Linked DNA regions of Anser cygnoides: region 1 is linked to region 2. Evidence: chromatin contacts called from public Hi-C data. All regions are on one chromosome and are shown on one strand. The core of a region is the stretch at or near the end of the contact, and the rest is flanking DNA. Distances in the headings are between cores, read along the strand shown. Region 1 overlaps LOC136786689 (a long non-coding RNA gene). Region 2 has its middle 100 kb from the start of COL5A1.

Region 1 (2,700 bases), core at 181-2,680, 170 kb after region 2:
TACAAATACGTGCTGAGATAAAGGGCCCGCATGTGGGCACTTGTAGCTCAGAAAGGAAGATAACGGCTGGGAGAAAAGAACGATTGTCCTGGTTTACAAGAGGTTGCCAGTGGCTAGCTGAAGGTTGCACGAAGTGGCCACCGCTCCGAGTGTCCCGTGCCAGCGCATCAGCCACGGAGCAGCCAGGAGCCGAAATGGGTGAAAAATCCAAAATTCAGCAACGCTCTCTCAGAGTTGAGGACCTGACTCAAGCACAGGCTGGCTTGAACGGAGGCCAGGCTTCAGGAAAAGCAGCTCAGCCCATCCTGGAAACCCCAGGCAATGCCACCTAGAGCACGAGGAGGAGGAGGAAGAGGTGGAGGAGGCAGCCCCGAGCCGTGCGCGGCACAAAGGGAACCGCGCTGTGAGCCCAGCCTCGCTGCGGCCCCGTGGAAGCGGAGCTGCTCCCGGTGTTTAATGCTCTCCAGCGCGATTTCGTCTATAGAGATCAGTCAGGCTTTGATAAGATCATAGCAGGAGGACAGGAGGAAATTGCAGTCTTGCCCAATGCTTGATCTTACGCTGCTGAACTTGCTGTATCTGGGATATTATAGCCCAGCCTTAATAGCATCATATTAAGCTGAGACAATGCAGCCCTGTGACCTTGCAATGCTTGATAGCCATATGTGCTATTTTAATGAAAAATTGGGACTTAAGTAAATGGCCGCCTATCGGCAGAGGGCCACTAACAGGATCTCGCTCCCGAGCCCGGGCTGGGGGGGAGGGCAGGGGAAGGGAATTGGGATGTAATGGCCATAATCAGCCCCCGGCCAGTGACCTTCCGCCTCCTCCTGGTGCTCGCGGGGAGCCAGCCCCGGGGGACTGGAGCCAGGATGGGCATCTCCAGTCAGTGACAGACCCCGGAGGTGGCCCAGTGGCTGCTTCCACAGCACTCAGGTGTTTTAAGGCCACCAAAATCCCTTGCCTGTGCCAGCAGCCGCTGGCGAGCAAGGAGGTGGTGCTGCCTCACCGGCAGACACCCACCCCTGCAGCCGCGCACAGGGGTTTCCTACCCCAGCAAATTGAAACTGTAAATATTGATAGCCTTTTCTTCCAGGGCTTTTTAATGCCCTCTGATACTTAGAAACTATTAAGTGCACCCATCATTACTAACCTGCGAAGTAAATGCGTCCTAATGGGCAGGCGAGCTGCGCTCGCCCCAACAAATCATTTCTAATGAATAGCACCTGGCACATTCATCACCGTTAAATGCCAAAGCAAATCCATCTGCGTTAGCCGCTGAAAAGAGCCAGGCAGAGCTCGCACTCCTCTCCTCTCCAAGGTAGGGGAGGGCTTGGCTTGCAGCGTGTACGTGTGGCTGTTTCTAATCTCTCCCCGTTCCTGCAGCCAGGATCCTCGAGGCACGCCGCTCAATAGCCGGGCTGCTCCCGCACACAATGGCCAGAGGTCTCTCCGAGCGCCGTGGAAGGTTTTAAATAGAAACCAGCGCCTCTCCCTCACACGCACACAATGCTTTCCTGACCCTCTCCTGACCTCACCCTCAAATCTGGGGTTCACAGCCCCAGCCTTGAACCCGGCTCTGTTTTTTCATGTTTGGCCTCTCTATTTCCTGAGGTCAGGCAGCCCACCGCTCCATTAGCATGAAGCAACTCAGGGCTCATTTGCCAAAACTGACATCCTGGGAAAGTCCTGATGAATTTATGAATTAGAGGCTACAGATGCCAGTAAAAGAATTAAGGACTTATTTATTTATTTTTTTATTATTTGCAGGAAATCAGCTGGGATGCTGCTGTTTTCTTTTTTTTCTGAAAAGCGCCATCAGCCTTGAAGCTGCAAAGGCTGCGTCAGCAGCAGTTTGCTTTCAGGGAGGAAAAAACACATTTTTAAGGGTTTGTTGTTTTGTTTTTGAAAGGAAGGGCCGGGGGAAGAAAGTTGAGCGAGCGGACGAGCGCGGGAGCTGGCGCGGCACAGCGGCCCGGCGGGGCGAGGTGCTCTCACCTTTCAGCACGTAGCGCTTGCAACGCTGCAGAGAGAAGAGGTAAAATTTATATCCCATAAATCACATGTCAAGTGCCTGCAAGGAGAGGTCATTAAACAGATGTATGAGGCAAGAGACAAAGTCCATCCATTTTGGGAGACGCTCCCGGTGTCAGCAGCACTCCAGGAGCCTCCAGAGGCAGGTACCCGACCGGCACAGTAGAAGCTCCCCAGATAGTTTTATTTATTTCCTCCCCGATTTATTTGATTGCGTTTTCTTTATTTAAATATCTTGCTGGGCTTTCCCCTGCCAGAGCAGCCCAACAGAGGTGAGAGCGGAGGGTAGCAGCACATCAAACAGCTCGGGAGCACGGGCGGATGGAGTGATGGATGGAGGCCGGCCCACGATTAATAATCAAACCAGGAGCTTTTGCTGGGAGTCATGTGGAAAATGTGGCTTTGGAAACATTTGTCTTGGTCCCACAAACAACAAGTGGTGTTTCGCTCCCTTCCTTTGTTCCTCGCCCCCCCTTTCCTCCCTCCCTCTCTCCCTCTTTTGGCTTTTCATGCCCAGATCCGCTGATTAAAATCTTCTCCATCCTTTACCTGCTCCAAGTGGCTTCTGCGCTGCTTTGATTTATGCTTTGCTTATCTCAGGCTTCAGTGCAAAAATAATGACCAGATAATAAAGAGCACCGAGGAGCTTTTCAAATGACGTGGCAC
Region 2 (2,700 bases), core at 28-2,527:
AATGAGGTCTAAATCCTCAAGACGCAGAGTTTTGTGCCGTGGCTTGTTGCTCTGCACACCTTGCTGCAGCAGGGGCTGTCAGAGGCAGGATGAGGTGGCTGCAGGGGTTCCCGAGGGGAGCTGCCGGGCTCCGGGGTCGGGGGGAGAGCCTCGTGGGGAGAGCAAACCCGAGGCTGCCCGGGGGGCTGCGGGGGCCGGGGAGCTGCTGCCGGGCGGGGGCAGCAGCCCTTTGTTCTTGGGCTGCTTGGTTTGGCATGGCACGGCTCAGCACGACATGGCACGGCGTGGTTTGGCGTGGCACTGCTTGGCATGGCATGGCACAGCTCTGTTCGGCATGGCATGGCACGGCACAGCACAGCTCAGAATGGCATGGCACGGCTCGGCACACCCCGAAGTCCCACCAGGGAAATGCCCAGAGCCCAGTTCCCACGTGCCAGGCCCGCAGTGAGGAGCACTGGGATGGGGAGCGCAGGGGGACCCGTGGAAATGTCACTGCTGCAGAAGGCCAAGGTGCCCTTTGCGGCAACAGCGCGGGGGGAAAGCTGCCCCCTGGGACCCCGACCCCGGCCTCGGGGCCAGCTGGGGTGAAAAGGCTGCTTGAGAGAGGTCAGGAGCAGAAAACTAACCTGCTTTTCTTTGGCAATTATGAAGTGACAAATTACCAGTGAAAGAGCTCATCTGTCTGTATTTATTTGTAGAGCCCCTCCTCGCTGCAAAGCCGAGGCATGGAGAGGACGGGGATCACAGCCGTTCTCTTAAGGATTTCAAAACAGTCTGCCGACACCTCACTCCATCTCTGTCAGCACTGGGGACGCGCAGAAATTAAGTGGCCAGCCTGGTGCCACCAAGCAGGATGCGGCTCCAAGAGTGTCTCCGCACCCCCCGGCACAGCATCGTCCATGCTGGACCCCCTTACGCACCCGGAGCACCAGGATGGTGTTTCGCAGGGGAAGCTGAAGCCCCCCCCGATCCTACACCTCTAAGAGCTCAGGGTTTAGGGAAATCTGGCATTAGGAGGTTTCTGATAAAAGAGCACTCTGGACCTCTTTGTATCTTCCTCCATGCTCCTCACGATGTGAGGGCCAATCCTGCACGTAGCCAGCCCTGCCACGCTGCAAAAGCCCCAAGCCATTGCATGTGTGAACCATTTCATTCCCTTACAACCACCTTCTCTTATCAAGGAATCAGGCACTTTGATCCCAGCTGGAGCTGGAGAAACAGCAACGAGTTCATGGTGCCACCCTCCTCCTCCTCCTGCTCCCTTTTCCCCCAGAGCAGGAGCTGGAGCCTGGGAAGGCGCCCAGCTTCCCGGGGGGGTGGCAGCAAACATGGCAAGGAAAGAAAAAGAACGGTGGGCAGCTTGGCTTGGCCTTGCCTTTTGTTATTAGCTGCTTTAAATATAGAAGTAAGCCCGATGTTCAAAGCAAAGCCGTGGGTGTTGAGCCCACGGGTGGTGGGGACCCAGCCAACCCGTGGTGCGAGGGCGAGCGTTGGCCACGGAGCCCAGTTTGCTCCACCCTGGGAGAAGGGGAAAAGAAAAAAAAAAAAACTCAGGAAGGGAGGTAAATATTTGCTCTCCAAACACAAACTGCTGCCTGGAGGTTAACAAGACAAATAACCAGCCTCTGGAACAGGAGCCATCCCATGCGCGAGTGCAGCCGGCCAGGCGAGCGGCTGCTGGGTGGCCAGGGCCTGTGGGTGCTCCCCGGTCCCCAGAGTCTCCAAAAATGAGCAGAGGGGCGGCACTCGGAGCTGGGGTGGCATCGGGCTGTGTCCCCACACCAGGGAGCAGCAGGCACCTGTGAGCCACCACCATCCTTTTTGCCCCCCCTCCCCTGCCCTCTGCCAGCCACGTCCCCGGCTTCCCAAATGAAAAAATATCGCGGCAAAGTTAGGAGCGCACAGATCGTCACTAACCAAATTGAAACACCCATTTTCCGTCTCTATTTCACCGGCTCTGTAGCCGTCGGGGAGGATTTATCTCCGCTGTAAACCCAAGAGCAAGTTCAATCTTGTTTGTACCTGGCAACGGATCCAGGTTAAGCCAAGGCCACCGCTCGCTGCTCCCCGTCATGAGCACGGTGCTGGGGGCTGGCGGCACCTCCCCGCACGGCAATGCTCCCACTCCAGAGGCACCAACTTGACACCGAGAGGCAAAGGGGCTGGAAAACGGCACGCTGTCCCCACGTGCGTGCCCGAGGGCAGCTTGTCACTGTGCTCTTGTCACCGTGGCGAGGTGCCCATGACCCCAGAAGCGCGCTGCTCCGTGCTGTGCCCTGTGTCCCGGTTTTTGGGATGCGTCCCAGGGTCGGAGCTCCCCCCCGCGCCCATGTCCCCAGTTAGAGCCACGGTGGCTCTGGCCCAGCCCAGCCCACGGTGTGTGGTGTGCCAAGGGTGGTCCTCGTATGTGAGACGGCCCGCGTCACCCCATCGTCACCAACCCACCAGAAAGCCCAGGGTCACCCCCGTGCGCCCAGCTGGCACAGTCCCTCTGGGGGGCTGGCTCCCGCAATGGCACTCATCACACAGCTGCTGTAAGTGGCACCGTCCCACTGTCACTAGTGGGTACAGCTCGAATTGTCAGAGGAATCAGAAATTCTTTCAAGAGAAATTCCTCGGGGCAAGAACAATCTGCTTCGCTCGGCCTTGGGCTTTCCCCCGTGGTTCTGCCGTTGCTCTCACCCCAACCCCAAACCTTTC

What was found. Hi-C and Micro-C count contacts between places; a contact is called where the count stands out from the background.
Region 1: a Hi-C map of liver shows a contact between it and region 2, with 1.8 times the contacts expected there. The contact joins two enhancer-like sites. A contact is called at or near these places in 3 of 7 Hi-C or Micro-C datasets (fetal liver and liver).

The regions. Positions count from the first base shown.
Region 1 is chr20:4,073,956-4,076,655 of Taihu_goose_T2T_genome, forward strand. It overlaps LOC136786689 (a long non-coding RNA gene), which reads right to left. Exons shown (of 2, transcript XR_010826064.1): 2 at 691-2,700. Among named protein-coding and RNA genes, the nearest start is that of WDR5, 36 kb to the right of the region's middle. Within about 2 kb of position 1,431, at least 2 of the 3 cell types and tissues checked have open chromatin away from gene starts, as enhancers often do. A contact at or near this core is called in fetal liver and liver, where this site is marked.
Region 2 is chr20:3,907,079-3,909,778 of Taihu_goose_T2T_genome, forward strand. No RefSeq gene overlaps it. Among named protein-coding and RNA genes, the nearest start is that of COL5A1, 100 kb to the left of the region's middle. Within about 2 kb of position 1,278, at least 2 of the 3 cell types and tissues checked have open chromatin away from gene starts, as enhancers often do. A contact at or near this core is called in fetal liver and liver, where this site is marked.